Regions from separate parts of the Sus scrofa genome. Here regions 1, 2 and 3 are each linked to region 4. The links are chromatin contacts, called in public HiChIP or PLAC-seq and promoter capture Hi-C maps. All regions are on one chromosome and are shown on one strand. Each heading gives the region's core, a stretch centred on a gene start, on an enhancer-like site or on the middle of the called end of the contact. The rest is flanking DNA. Distances are from core to core; before and after follow the strand shown.

Region 1 (3,290 bases), core at 496-2,995, 150 kb after region 4:
TGCTGCAGCTGCAGTGTAGGTCTCAGCTGCAGTTCAGATTCAATCCCTGGTCCAGGAACTTCCAAATGCCTCGTGAGGCCATTTAAAAGAAAAGAAAGAAATATATATGTATCTTAAGTAGGTAAACCACAATACTTATAATATACAGAGAATAACAGAACAATGATAATTGATCAATAATTAGATTTCCCTCTCCTGCCAAAAGTAGGAACATGTGACAAAATCATATACAGGAAACGGTTGTGTACCTAGGACAAATAGAATAAGTATTTAATTAGCTTAGAAAGATAAAAATTTTAAAGATGAACAATACGGTAACATCTTACTAAAGAAGTAATTCTCATTTTCACCTAGAAGCATGCTTTACTCAAAAGCTTCAAAGAGTTAGACCAAATGCTGGCTCTGCTACTTACTAGCTATAGTTCCTAAGCAAATTAACTGAAAATTATGATAATTACCAGCTGTACTGTGTTTTAAGGATTAAATTAGGTAAAACACACGGGTATATTTGGATATAAGTAAACACTCTCAAATTTTAGTTCCTTTTCCCTAGTTACAAGATAACAAACAGGGTAGGGTCAAACTCACCCCAAAGTCAATCAGTTTCTAATTATTTTCTAGTTCTAATGCTGGTGTAGTTCTCTCTTATCTTAGGGGAACTTCTGGAGGTTTCTTTTTTGTAACATTTCACTATGCTATAAAGGTAAGGTTAAGTTCTCAAACTTTTCTCATCTCTATCAAAATCGATCCACTGTCTCATTCCCTCATTCCCTCGGTGTGACAGAGAAATCAAGATAAACCGACAAACAGTTCACAGGGGAAGACTCTGTAATATGATTTTTTTGATGATAGTACTCTGGACCCACACTCCAAGTGGGACATCTGAGGTAAGGTAAACGGGAGGGGTGTGCCGTGACTAGGCTTCAGAGAAGATACAACAGAGGCAGGAAGGATCTTGCAGGAACCCACATCGTCTTAAACCTATGACTACTTCCACCTACTTACAAGCAGGAACTTGCCAAACACATTAAGCAACCCTCCAACAACTGCAAAACAACTTTGTAATCTATTAGCAAGTGAAATGAAGAACATATTTTGAAAAAAATAGACAAATGGCATTTACATCTGTATTGGCAGAAAAACGTCACACTTGGTTTAAATTTCTAGGTTAATAATGGTTTTTAGGAGAGGAAAAATAATTTCTCCTCTACTCTTCCAGGTTCTTTCCTGAGGCATGCCCTGTACTAAAACAAACAAACAAAACAGATTAACAGAAAAAAAAAAAATCGTACCTATGAGAGCAAGCACAAAGATAGGAGACCCAAAGAGAGCCAGGCAATAGAGGCTTTTATACCATATTGAGCTAAGGAGAAAGAGGTAGGAGCCTGGGACTTCAAGGGAAGGAAGGCAATTCAAAGCAGGAGAGGAAGAACAAACAAACATTTACCAAACACTTGGTAAACAAACATTTGTCCTTCCATGCAGGTAAGTCTATAAGATGAAAATGTAATCTCTGGTAATAGCTCTCTTTCAGGTCTCCTTTCTAAATTTTTAGGCATTTAAGGAGGTAAAAAGCTGTTCTTGAATCCACTGAGTCTTGATTGTCTTCAGCTCCAAATAATCCACATGCTGAAATGGCCTTTTTGGGTGCCATATTATGCTCCCTTTCAGGCTTAAACCACAGAGAGTAAACATCCAAGTGCATTGACAAGTTAATTTAAAAATGTAGCCCTGGGCCACAGCAGAGGGAGAAGTCTGCCACCTGCTGATACAAAACAGAACAGGGAATAATTTCCCTGATGCTTTTCTTTAAGGGAGGAAACCTATCGGGTAAGGTTCGTTACATTAAATTTCAAATAAGTTATTATATGAAGATATAATATACAACCTCTAACTTAAAGGAGAATAAAGATTAAAATATAATTTCAGATTTCCTGTATGCTTCTTAATTCAATATATAATGCCATGCCTGAATTATTTTAAAAGCAAGTATAAGAGAAATATATGGAAATGATTTAACAAATTATAGGGAACATTCAAACTGCTTGAAACATTTAAAACTGCTATGAAAAATGAGAGATAATCCAAGACATTTTGAAAAATCATAAAATCTGTGGGGAAAGGAAAATAATTTTCCCTCTACCCTTCTAGGTCCCTGGCTGAGACCTGCCAGGAATAAAAGATCAACAGGAGAAAAACAAGTTTAATAACATGTACAGTATACTTCCTGTATACATGGGAGATACCCAGGAAAACTGAGTTAGCTCCCAAAATGGCTCAAGCCATCACCTAAAATGCTGTCTCTAGCTAAAGACAAAAGACGTTGGGCAGGGGAAAGCCAGGTTTTCAGGCAAAGCTCAGTAAACAGGGGTGTAGTTTTTATGTGAAGTTAAAACCTTTAAAAAAGAGTTTCTAAGATTCAGTCATCACACTCTTCCTGGTACAGAAAGGAAGATGCCCGTAAAAATGGAGATTTTGCTTATAAATGTAAGTTGCTCTTATCAAAGTGTAACTTCTGCTTGCTTTTTAGTTTTTCTCCTGTCAGCTGGTTTTTTTTGTTTTGTTTTGTTTTTTAAATCAGCCTAAAAATCCTTATGCCAAAGAGGTATATTTTGGAGTTACAAATTCTGCCCCCTTTCAAATCCTATAGATTTCACCTCTGCAATCCATCAATTTTCTGTCTTCCTCTTTCTACTGCTCTCATAGAAGTCTAGAGAGCATAGTCATTCTCTTTATTCCAGGATTATTTTAATTCCTGCCTTCCTGCTCCTCCAGGAAGGCAGATTTGCCAACCCAACATATACCTCTCTGACATAAGGATTATTTTGAACTGATTATTTCAGAGAAATAGCAGAAACAGAAGAAGCTCTGAAAACAAAGTAGAAACTACCCTTTTGTAAGGGAAATTTACATTTATAAAGCAAATCTTCTCTCTTTGTCTCTCTTTGTACCCGGAGGAGAAGCATGATTAAAGCACAAGAAACATATCAATGGAGAATGCACTTTCATCTGTTATCAACCCTTGGTCAAGTTTACCATACTTTTCTTCCTCCACACCCCTTAAGAGGCCTTCCCACACCCTTCTTTAGGTCTTTAGCTGTAGATGGTATAATTCTAAGCCATCCAGGAGTTACTTACCGTTCCCCAGTATTGCCCATGTGTACACGTTAATGAACTTCTATTCATTTTTCTCTTGTTAGTCTGGTTATGGGATCCCCAGTGGGGCATTTTAGAAAGGTGGAGGGAAAACTATATTTGCCTCCCCTACACTCCTCTCCTCCTGATTCTAG
Region 2 (2,985 bases), core at 33-2,532, 210 kb after region 4:
TACATGATTGTCTCCAAGGTATGAGATATGCCTGAAACAGAAATAGTTCAAATAACTCCGTGTACACCAAACTTAGAAAAAAACTTCTAAAGCTAATTACAGAATGACAGAATCACAGGAAACTGAAAGCGTCATTAATCCAAGCTTCCAGCTGATGTTAAATCTCCTTTACAAGCCACCCTCCTCTCAGTGATTATCTGGATTCTCCTCCAGCCCAAGCAGCTGGGGGAGCCCGTGCCTCCTAAGTCAGGCCACGCTGACCATCAAGAATATATGACCTGGTCCTAATTCTTGTTGTTGAGCCATAACTGGCCTCTCCGTAGCTCCCACCTTTAATCCCGGCAACAACAACAACAACGAAAATCCTTAAGACCTGAGAGAACCTATCCATGCTCTTCCACCTGACAGCTCCTCCCGAATATTTAGGGACCAAGCCCTCACCCACTGCTTATTCCTCACTTCACTAACGTTCCAGGATCGGGCTTTCTTCCCCCTTACTAACAGCAGAAGACGAAAAGAAAGAGGATTTAATCCAGATCATAGAGAGCCCCTGGAACTGAGAAACAGGAAAGGAGCAAGGCGCTCAGCCGCACTTGCCTGCGGCCCGTCCCCAGTCCCGCCCGAGGGCATAACAGCGCCTCTGAGCACATCGACGTCGCCTCTCCAGGAATAAAGCCATCGCCTCGTTGGGGAAGGGCGCGACCTCCGCCCCCGCGCGCCGGAGGCCGGCCTCGGGGTAGACCCTCCCCCGTGGAGGGTCGGCTGGAAGTCGAGGGTCACGCCGCCCGGGGTCTCAACCGGCGCCCGGCTCTCTGGGGGCCGACGGGCCCAACGAGCCCATTCCCGGGTCTCCGAGCGCCCCGCCTACAGCGCCAACTCCGCGCCGCGCGACCCCAGGGACTCACAAGGACTCCAGGTGCTTGAGTTGCTGCAGCTGCTGCGCGTCGTGCCGCCGCCGTTTCTGCTCCCGGCGTCGCTGCAGCTCCTGCTCCTGGGGCTCCCGCGGTCGCCGCGCGCCCCCGGACCTGGGGTTGTCGCTCCCCGGCCCGGACGACATCGTCGCCGAGGCGGCCCCGCGCGGCGAAGCCAGCACTTCCTCCGCGTCGTGCACGCCTGGATCCGCAGCGCCCCCTCTTGCCGCCACTCCGCTGTTGGCCAGGCGGCCAGGTGTCCCTTCGGAGGCTGCCTGCACCCCGCCACCCGACAGGCCCGCGCAGTAGCATGTCTGCTCTAAGTGCCAGGCGCTGGCGTCAGGTCCCCGGGTGCGGGCGTCCGAGCGCGCCTCCTGGCGGCGGCTGAGAGCCTCGGCGCTGAAGACGCTGTGGCAGGAAGCTTAAGAAAGAAAAATGTTGAACCAATAATTACTCACATATTAGAATTTCATATTGTACAATACAGGGAATGTAGCCAATATTTTGTAATAACTAAATGTAGCGTAACCTTTTAAGCTGTATAAAAATTAAAAAAATAAAAAAGAATAAAAAAGCAAATACTCAAATATTTTTGTATGTTAATGCTTTAAAAACATTTCAATTATGCTCACTTCTATGAAGACATCCAGGGTTACCTGTTCCAGTGGTTGGCCAGGAAGTCTTCACAGGGGAAGGGGCATTTCAGGAGAGGCTTAAAGGGTGACTAGGAGCTGGTGGAGCAAAGAAGAAAGGAAAGTATTCCAGGAGGAAGGGCAACCCATGGAAGAGTACTTTATGTACAGGAGAGAGAGAGAAGGCCAATGTGGAGCTGGAACCTGGAAAGCAAGGAGCAGAGCCTTGAGATGAAGCTGGAGAGGCAAACCAGATGAGGTTATCAAACCCTGTGAAGGACCTGGATCCCAATGCTAAGTGTGGTAGGAAGGTAATGAAGAAGATACAGGTGAAATTTACTATCAGATTTGAGTTTTAAACAGACTTCTCTCCATGCTACATGGCACTACACTATGTGATGCCACGCATGTTCTACACCTGTTGATGTGCCAAATCTTTCTATATGACTGACATTGTTCGTTCCACAAATATTTATTTGGACTGAGAAGTGCTGTGTTCATGTTTTTCAAACTGTGAGTCAAGAGTCATTAGAGAATTGTGAAATCCACTTAGGGAATTGCCAGCAATTTTTTTTTGTTTGTTTGTTTGTTTTTTTTGGGCTGCACGCGAGGCACGTGGAGGTTCCCAGGCTAGGGGTCTAATTGGAGCTGTAGCTGCCGGCCTATGCTACAGCCACAGCAAAGCCAGATCCAAGCCTCATCTGCGACCTACACCATAGCTCATGGCAACGCTAGATCCTTAACCCACTGAGCGAGGCCAGGAATCGAACCGCAACCTCATGGTTCCTAGACAGATTCATTTCTGATGCGCCATGATGGGAACGCCAATATTTTAAACAATGAAATGAAACAGAAAAGAATAGAAAGTAGAAATATCAAAGTGCACTACACATACATACATTAAGATATCCTTTCCAAACTTATTTTGTTCCATGGTTAAGGCGGAAAAAAAAGGAAAAGATTGAGATCTGTATTTTAATTATTAAACAGTCTAACATGCTTAACATAGTGCCTGGCACATATTATAGCTCTTGAGTGATTGGATCAATAAATCAATGACCTTTTTGACGGGTATAGTCCTTTATGTATCTAATATGTACTGATTTCTTTTTCTGCCACCCATGTGGCATATGGAAGTTTCTGGGGTCAAGGAACTAATCCAAACCGGAGCTGTGACCTATGCCACAGCTGCAACAATGCCAGATCCTTAACTCACTGCACTGGGTGGGCATCCAACTGGTGTCTCCACAGAGACAAGCTGGATCATTACCCACTGTGCCCAATGGGAAATCCTAATATGAGTTTAAGAAAATAAAATGGGGAGTTCTGGTTGTGACTCATTGGGTTAAGAACCCGGCTAGTATCCATGAGGATTTGGGTTCCATTCCGGCCCTCTCTCAGTGGGTTAAAGTATCTCGAGCTGACGCAAGCTGTGGGGAAGG
Region 3 (3,327 bases), core at 151-2,650, 150 kb before region 4:
TGGTGTAGGCCGGTGGCTACAGCTCCGATTCGACCCCTAGCCTGGGAACCTCCATATGCCATGGGAGCAGCCCTAGAAAAGACATAAAAAATAATAACAAAAAAAAATTTTTTTAATTAAAAAACAAAGAAAAACCCATACCCCCACTTTTTAAAAGGATACTGACAAAGTCATCAAATCCGAGAAGCGTGCCAACAATCTCTTTATCACTCTTCATCACAATGTGAATTCTTGATCCTATACACTTGTCTACAAGCTCTATAGATACAGGTTTTTTAAAAGAAAAATAAGTGGGGGGAGGGGTGAAAAAAATTATTTTGCACATTCATTACTTCAAGAAATATGTGAGTACTTACTGGCACTTATTACTTACATATGGTGAAAGATAAACCAAGAAAAGGATTCACTCAAAAACTTCAGGTCTCGGGAGTTCCCGTTGTGGCGCAGCAGAAACGAAGGCCAGCAGCTACAGTTCCAATGGGACCCCTAGCCTGGGAACCTCCATGTGCCTCGGGTGCGGGCCTAAAAAGAAACTTTTTTTTGTTCAATGAAGGAAAAAACTTTCCAATTACCGCCACGTCCACTAACTTAATTACCCTTCAGATACAAAATATTAGAAAAAGACATAACTGTCTTCCCCAGCCCCAAGACGGCTATCCTCTGTTCTCTGAGAGCAGCTTGAATATCTCTTCAGCAGAATTACTGTTACTTGGTATGATGTTTAATTGTCTGGCATCCTGTCTCCTGCGCTGGCATGAATGCTACCTGAAGCTAAGTTACGATGTCTAGTCTACAGATGCGCAAAAACTGTTTGTGGAATAAATGAATGACAATCAGAGCTAATTTCCAGTGTCCCCTTTTAAAGCTCATTGCAGACCCCGCTACCTCTCTCAATAACGGGCCAGACAGACAACAGGGTCTAACCTAGGGATTTTAAATGCCAGGTAGAAGAATGGGACTGCTATCCACTACTGTAAAGGCGAACTCACAACAAAAAAGGCCGACGACGCATTCACTAAGTGTGAACCTTTTCCAGTGACGGTTTGGTGTGAGAACTCAGAAAGTCCTGGCTCAAGAAAACCCTTCCACGCCGAAAAGACGCGGGCGGCCTGAGGCCTCAGAGCCTTAGAGCCCAAAGAGCCGCGGATAAAGAAAACAATTGGTCAGATACATTTCTCTAACACTCAGTCAAGGACTGCGCTGGCCCTCGGCCCGCAACCCTTCAGCTCCCCTCCCCAGCTCCCCACAGGACAACGATTACCTAGAGGTAGCAGCTGCGACGGGTTAGTCGTAGCGTTAGCCGCCATGGCTACGCCGGAAGTGGCCAGCCTCTACCGACGTTGGGAAGGCGAGTTTGAAAGAGCGCGCTTCCGCTTTTTTCCCCTAGCCCGGCCAGGCTCGACCAATCTGAGGCCGAGCGTGCGATCGGGCCAGTCCTACGTGAATCGCTCGGAGTCACTTCTTTCCTCCGCAACGAGATCCGGGGGAATACATCAGTGCGTTGAACATTCTGCGGCCTCAGCAGATACTTTGCCCTCCAAGTTTCCAAGACAAATTAAAGATATCTTGCCTTATAAATAAAATATTCCTCAACCTGGAAGACTGCAAAATAGAAACGTTTGAGTCGTTTGATTTTCCCTGGGTTATATTTCATTTCAACCAAGGATCTTCTGAAGACCAACATAAATATTTTTTCCGCCACTGATTTTATTGTGTTGCAATTTTTGTTAAAAAACAAAAGCAAAAACTTTTTTTTTTTACAGGAATCTACCGCTTTTTTTTTTTTTTTTTTTTTTTTTTTTCTTTTTAAGGCCACAGAGCAGATACATGGAAGTTCCCAAGCTAGGAGTCAAATCGAGCTGCAGCTGCCGGCCTAGCCACAGCCACAGCAATGTGGGTTTGAGCCGCAGCTCGCAGCAACAAGGGGATCCTTAATCCACTGAACGACCCCAGGAATCCAACACACGCTCAGGTATACTAGTTGGATTCTTAATCCTCTAAGCCACAAAGGAGAACTCCCTACCTTTTTTTTTTTTTTTTTTTTCTTTTCTTTTCTTTTCTAGGGCTGCACCTGCAGCATATGGAGGTTCCCAGGCTAGGGGTCTAATCGGAGCTGTTGCTGTCAGACTACGCCAGAACCACAGCAACTGCCAGATCCAAGCCACGTTTGCGACCTACACCACAACTCAGGCACAACGCCGGATCCTTAACCTACTGAGCGAGGCCAGGGATCGAACAGGCAACCTCATGGTTCCTAGTCGGATTCCTTAACCACTGAGCCACCACAGGAACTCCCCTACCTTCTTTTAAAGGTTCAGTGTAGGAGTTTCCATTGTGGCTCAGTGGTAAGGAACCCAACCAGTACCTGGGGACAGGGGATTGGATCCCTGGCCCCACACAATGGGCTAAGGATCCGGGGTTGTCATGAACTGCAATTGTAGGTCTCAGACGTGGCTGGGATCTGCTTTGCTGTGGCCTAGGCCAGAAGCTACAGCTACGATTTGATCCCCTAGCCTGGGAACCTCCATAGACTGCAGAGTGCGGCCCTAAAAAGACCAAAGGAAAAAAAGTTTGCAAACCCATAGCTAGCTTTAAAGAAATACTTTTCTGGGGGTTCCCCTCGTGGCTCAAAGGTAAGGAACTGGATTAGTATCCTTGAGGACAAGGGTTCAATCCCTGGCCTTGATAAGTGGATTAAGGACCTGGCCTTGCTCTGAGCGCTGGTGTGGGTCGCACAGGTGGCTCTGATACAGTGCGGCTGTGGCTGTAGGTAGGCCACAGCTACAGCTCCAATTCAACCCCTAGCCTGGGAACTTCTATATGCGTGGGTTCGGCCCTTAAAAAAAAAAAAAGAAAAAAGAAAGAACTTTTCTGTGATAGGAGGGATTTAAAATATGTTTTATTTTCTACTACTTTTTAAAATGCATTGCTCTTAATCTTGTATTTAGGTGTCTTTCAGACTTTTTGTATTCACTTTCTTCCACAAACACATTGAGAGACAACCACCAGATGTCACTCTATGTCAATGATATCACTGGAAGAACTTTTTACACTTCTATTTTGAAAAGAGAAAGCAAACAAATTCTCTGCCTTAGTCTATTTTATGTTTGTAACAGAGGAACTTAAAGCTAAAGACTCTAAGCAGGAGAAACCAGGAAAAACATTCATTCATACAACAAATGGTTGTAAAGCTCCCATCATTCATTCATTGAATACTTTTAGTTGTACAGTCTCTGGCATTTTGCTGAATATAAAACAATATAAAGAACAGAACCATGAAATTTTCTGCCCTTACAGGAGCTAAAGGATAAATGGACAACTTTCAAA
Region 4 (3,134 bases), core at 47-2,546:
AAGGAAATATAATTTTAACCAGGCCACACTGCCGATAGGTTGTCTGCGAATGCCAGAACGCTCAGGGAGCCAGACGTACAGATTCATGTATCAACAACACGTGACCAGAGCTGTACCGTACCCTACGTTTTTCTAAGGCTGATATGGTAGACAGATACTTCACACACACATACACTTTCAGAGTTAATTTTCCACTTTAAACTGTTTTTCTAGTTTCACTTGTGGGGGCCATCGTGGCATCGGACAATTCTAGAAATCTGCAGACTGTACATTCCTTTCCCTTTGAGGTACCCAAGAGAGAGAGTAGGTTAATAAACCAGGGGAAAAAAAAAAAACAAAACCAAACCTGTTAACTCGAAATAACTACATCAAACTAACGGATACTCTTCTACTCCAAGGTTTCTCAATTCATAGGGAGACAGGGTGGTCGAGTTCAAATAAGTTAGGGATTTCACAGTCTAAAGTAAACACGCACACAATTTTCCGTTTCAAAGGGCAGATTCTGCCGTCTTTTAAAAATCACGAGCAGATCACAATGGGACCTCTGTTAATCTAAACATCTCCTGGCTACTTCAGATGTACCGGGAAAGAAAAACATGCGAGCGAAGGGCTTGCCCTCCTTCTGCCCACCGTCTCGCGAAGATGTCGCGAGTCGTTAAGGGAAACAGCTTGATTTGGGCCAGCGCGGGCGCCAGCCGGGGCCAGGGCGCCGCCCGGGAGACCCGCGGCCGGAAACGCCCCCGCGAGCGGCGCACCGGCCGGACGCCGGGCCGCAGAGGGGCCGCCGCGGGGTGGGGAGCAAGGCGCCGACCGCCCGCGCCCCTCCCCCGCCCGTGGCGGAAGCGTCTCGGGTTTGAAAGATGCCGCCGCCGCCGCCGCCCCCCGCCCGGCGAGCCACAAAGAGCCGAGCCCCCTCCCGCCGCGGCCCTCCTCCCCCAGTTCCTCCACAGGTCGTCCCCGGCTCCCCCCCCCCCGGCCCAGCACTGACGACGCCTGCTCACCCGAGTCCCTCTGTCCCGAGGGTTAGGATCCGGTGCGGCTGGCGGCCCCGAAGACACTGGGCCCCTGGGGCGCGGCGGCGGGGGCGTGGCCCTCCCGCGGCGTCCAGGGCCGGGGTCTCGCCTCCCGCCTAGGAAGGCTGGCGCCGCCGCCTTCTCTTCCTTCCGGTTTCCCTCGCGCCCTCCCTCGGCAGGTCCGTCCCGAGCGGAAAGCAGCGTCCTCTCTAGGCGCCGCCGCACGCTCCCCAGGGCCCGACCACCGCCAAACTCCTCCCCCGGGAGCCGCGCCGCCCGCACCGCCTCGTCAGCCCCGGGGCCGCGAGACGCCCGGCTCGCCGCTCCTGCCCCGCCCCTGCGGCGCGCTCTCGCTCCCCTTGGCGGGCCCCTTCCGAGGCCCGGGAACGCGCGGACAGCGGACTGTGGGCCAGCCTTTGCCAAGTCTCCTTTTCCGCCGCCCGCGCGCGCCTAGCAGCACAAACGTCAGTTTTGCAGTTTCCCGGGTTCTGGAGACGCCCCCCGCCCCCCCAACGCCGCCCCGCCCTTTTCCTTTGCTGAATCCCACCGGAAAGCCAAAACAATTGGGTCCGCGCAGGCGCGAGAAGGAAGCGGAAAGAGCAGGAAGGGCGGGGGAGGCGCGAAATGACGGGGAAATGCTTTTGAAGGGGTTTCCCGGGGAAGGTCAGCGGAGAGCCCGCGGAGAGCGCGTGCGCGGCCGAGGGGTCGCCCGTGAGACCCGCCGGCCTGGGGCGCAAGGGGGGCGGGGGTTCGGGCGGTGGAGGGTTCTGGGGTGCTACGCTGGCGAAGAGAGGCCCGATAAATTGAGTGCTAGGAACTACAGACAGCTTTATGCCTGTTTTTCCCCCTTGAAATATAGAAATTTGCAGGCTGGGTGAGAGAGTGAGAATGAGGAGCACTGAAAAACATCAGACCATGAAAGAAAGAGAAATTGGGCGGCTGGCTAAGTAGGCTTTGTCTCCTAAGCCCCTAATCTCCAAAACAGGCCCTCCACTTTGCAGAGCATGTTCCGTTTTCCTGATCGAAGCAAGAGAGGCTTCACGTCCTGGTTTCAAGGCCAAGGAAAAGCAAAACAACACCCCAAAGGGCCTGCAGCCCTGGGGAGGGAACCGTTGGCCTGCGGAGGGGAGGCTCTGAACGCCAGAGAGTTTGTGCTGCAATGCAGCGGCTACCTGCTCTCCAAACCCGAGCCTTCAGCTTCACATGTGAGATCTTTGCAGTAGCCGAACGCTGTGGTCTCCACTTGGTACTGCTAGCAGGCAGAAAGTTGTAGATTTACTCTCTCTTTTGATAGAAGTTATTCGTGGATCAAAGTTGTCAGAAATGGCCGCATAGGCTTCATCCTCCCTCCTAACTTCCACTCTTGGCACAAGCCCAATCTGGTGAATGTACATGACTAATTATAAACGAAGTGCATATGTGTTACTGAAGAGATTCTTTAAGCTAGACTAAATCAACTGAATACACACCAAAATGTGTGTATCTGGGACTACTGATAAGGATTTTGCAGTAGAGTCTAGAAACCAGCTCAATTTAACAAATCTTTATTGAGTGTCCAGTATGCTTTTACTCTGCTTCGTCTGATTAAATGTTTAAGTCTTTTGATATTTAACAACAAAGAAGCCATACAAGAGATTCAGTCATCCATTTAACAAACACTTGAGCACCTACTCTGTGCCAGAGTGGATCCTGGAGATGCAAAGCCTAAACAAAGAAGGCAGAAACAAATAATATAGTAAGAGTGTGTTTTGTTCTGTAGAGACGAGAGCTATTTAGGATTTTGATAAGATTTTAGAAAAATGACTGTGAAGTGCGGTAGATACTGGACTGAGTGTGGGGATACTTTTAGGAAGCTGTAACAAATAGTCCAGACAGATAGAGCAGGAGTCCAAACTAATGTAGTGGCAGTAGGGATAGTGAAGCAGAGATGGATTTGAAACTAGCTACATATAATAAACAATACTTGATTAAGAGAATGAGGGAAAATAGAAGTGAAGGACGACTCAGTTTTCCAGTTAGGGTAATTAGATAGTAGTATCAGTAACTATACAGAGAGTAGCTAATTTAAGGATGAAAGAGAGTACTAAAAGTTGTCATTTTACTAGTTGTCCAGTTAGGAAT

What was found. Promoter capture Hi-C pulls out the DNA fragments that hold promoters and counts their contacts. HiChIP or PLAC-seq counts read pairs in DNA pulled down with a chosen protein or histone mark.
Region 1: a promoter capture Hi-C map of fetal liver shows a contact between it and region 4, with 2.3 times the contacts expected there. The contact joins the enhancer-like site here to the promoter of KBTBD2 in region 4. A contact is called at or near these places in 2 of 5 promoter capture datasets (fetal liver and liver), 3 of 47 Hi-C or Micro-C datasets (embryonic fibroblasts, fetal heart ventricle and liver) and 2 of 2 datasets of contacts at active chromatin or transcription factors (alveolar macrophages and skeletal muscle).
Region 2: a contact with region 4 is called in an H3K27ac HiChIP or PLAC-seq map of alveolar macrophages. The contact joins the promoter of LOC100738822 here to the promoter of KBTBD2 in region 4. A contact is called at or near these places in 1 of 5 promoter capture datasets (liver), 1 of 47 Hi-C or Micro-C datasets (liver) and 1 of 2 datasets of contacts at active chromatin or transcription factors (alveolar macrophages).
Region 3: a contact with region 4 is called in an H3K27ac HiChIP or PLAC-seq map of alveolar macrophages. The contact joins the promoter of LSM5 here to the promoter of KBTBD2 in region 4. A contact is called at or near these places in 2 of 5 promoter capture datasets (fetal liver and liver), 15 of 47 Hi-C or Micro-C datasets (alveolar macrophages, brain, embryonic fibroblasts and 8 more) and 2 of 2 datasets of contacts at active chromatin or transcription factors (alveolar macrophages and skeletal muscle).

The regions. Positions count from the first base shown.
Region 1 is chr18:40,450,241-40,453,530 of Sscrofa11.1, reverse strand. All of the region lies in intron 1 of NT5C3A (cytosolic 5'-nucleotidase 3A), which reads right to left. Among named protein-coding and RNA genes, the nearest start is that of NT5C3A, 11 kb to the right of the region's middle. Within about 2 kb of position 1,745, at least 11 of the 83 cell types and tissues checked have an H3K27ac peak or open chromatin away from gene starts, as enhancers often do. A contact at or near this core is called in alveolar macrophages, fetal liver and liver, where this site is marked.
Region 2 is chr18:40,395,848-40,398,832 of Sscrofa11.1, reverse strand. It overlaps LOC100738822 (retinitis pigmentosa 9 protein), which reads right to left and starts at 1,282. Exons shown (of 7, transcript XM_003484045.4): 1 at 906-1,282. The coding sequence starts at 1,057.
Region 3 is chr18:40,750,463-40,753,789 of Sscrofa11.1, reverse strand. It overlaps LSM5 (U6 snRNA-associated Sm-like protein LSm5), which reads right to left and starts at 1,400. Exons shown (of 4, transcript XM_005673273.3): 1 at 1,262-1,400; 2 at 163-258. The coding sequence starts at 1,307.
Region 4 is chr18:40,602,620-40,605,753 of Sscrofa11.1, reverse strand. KBTBD2 (kelch repeat and BTB domain-containing protein 2) reads right to left here and starts at 1,296. Exons shown (of 4, transcript XM_021079001.1): 1 at 1,002-1,296.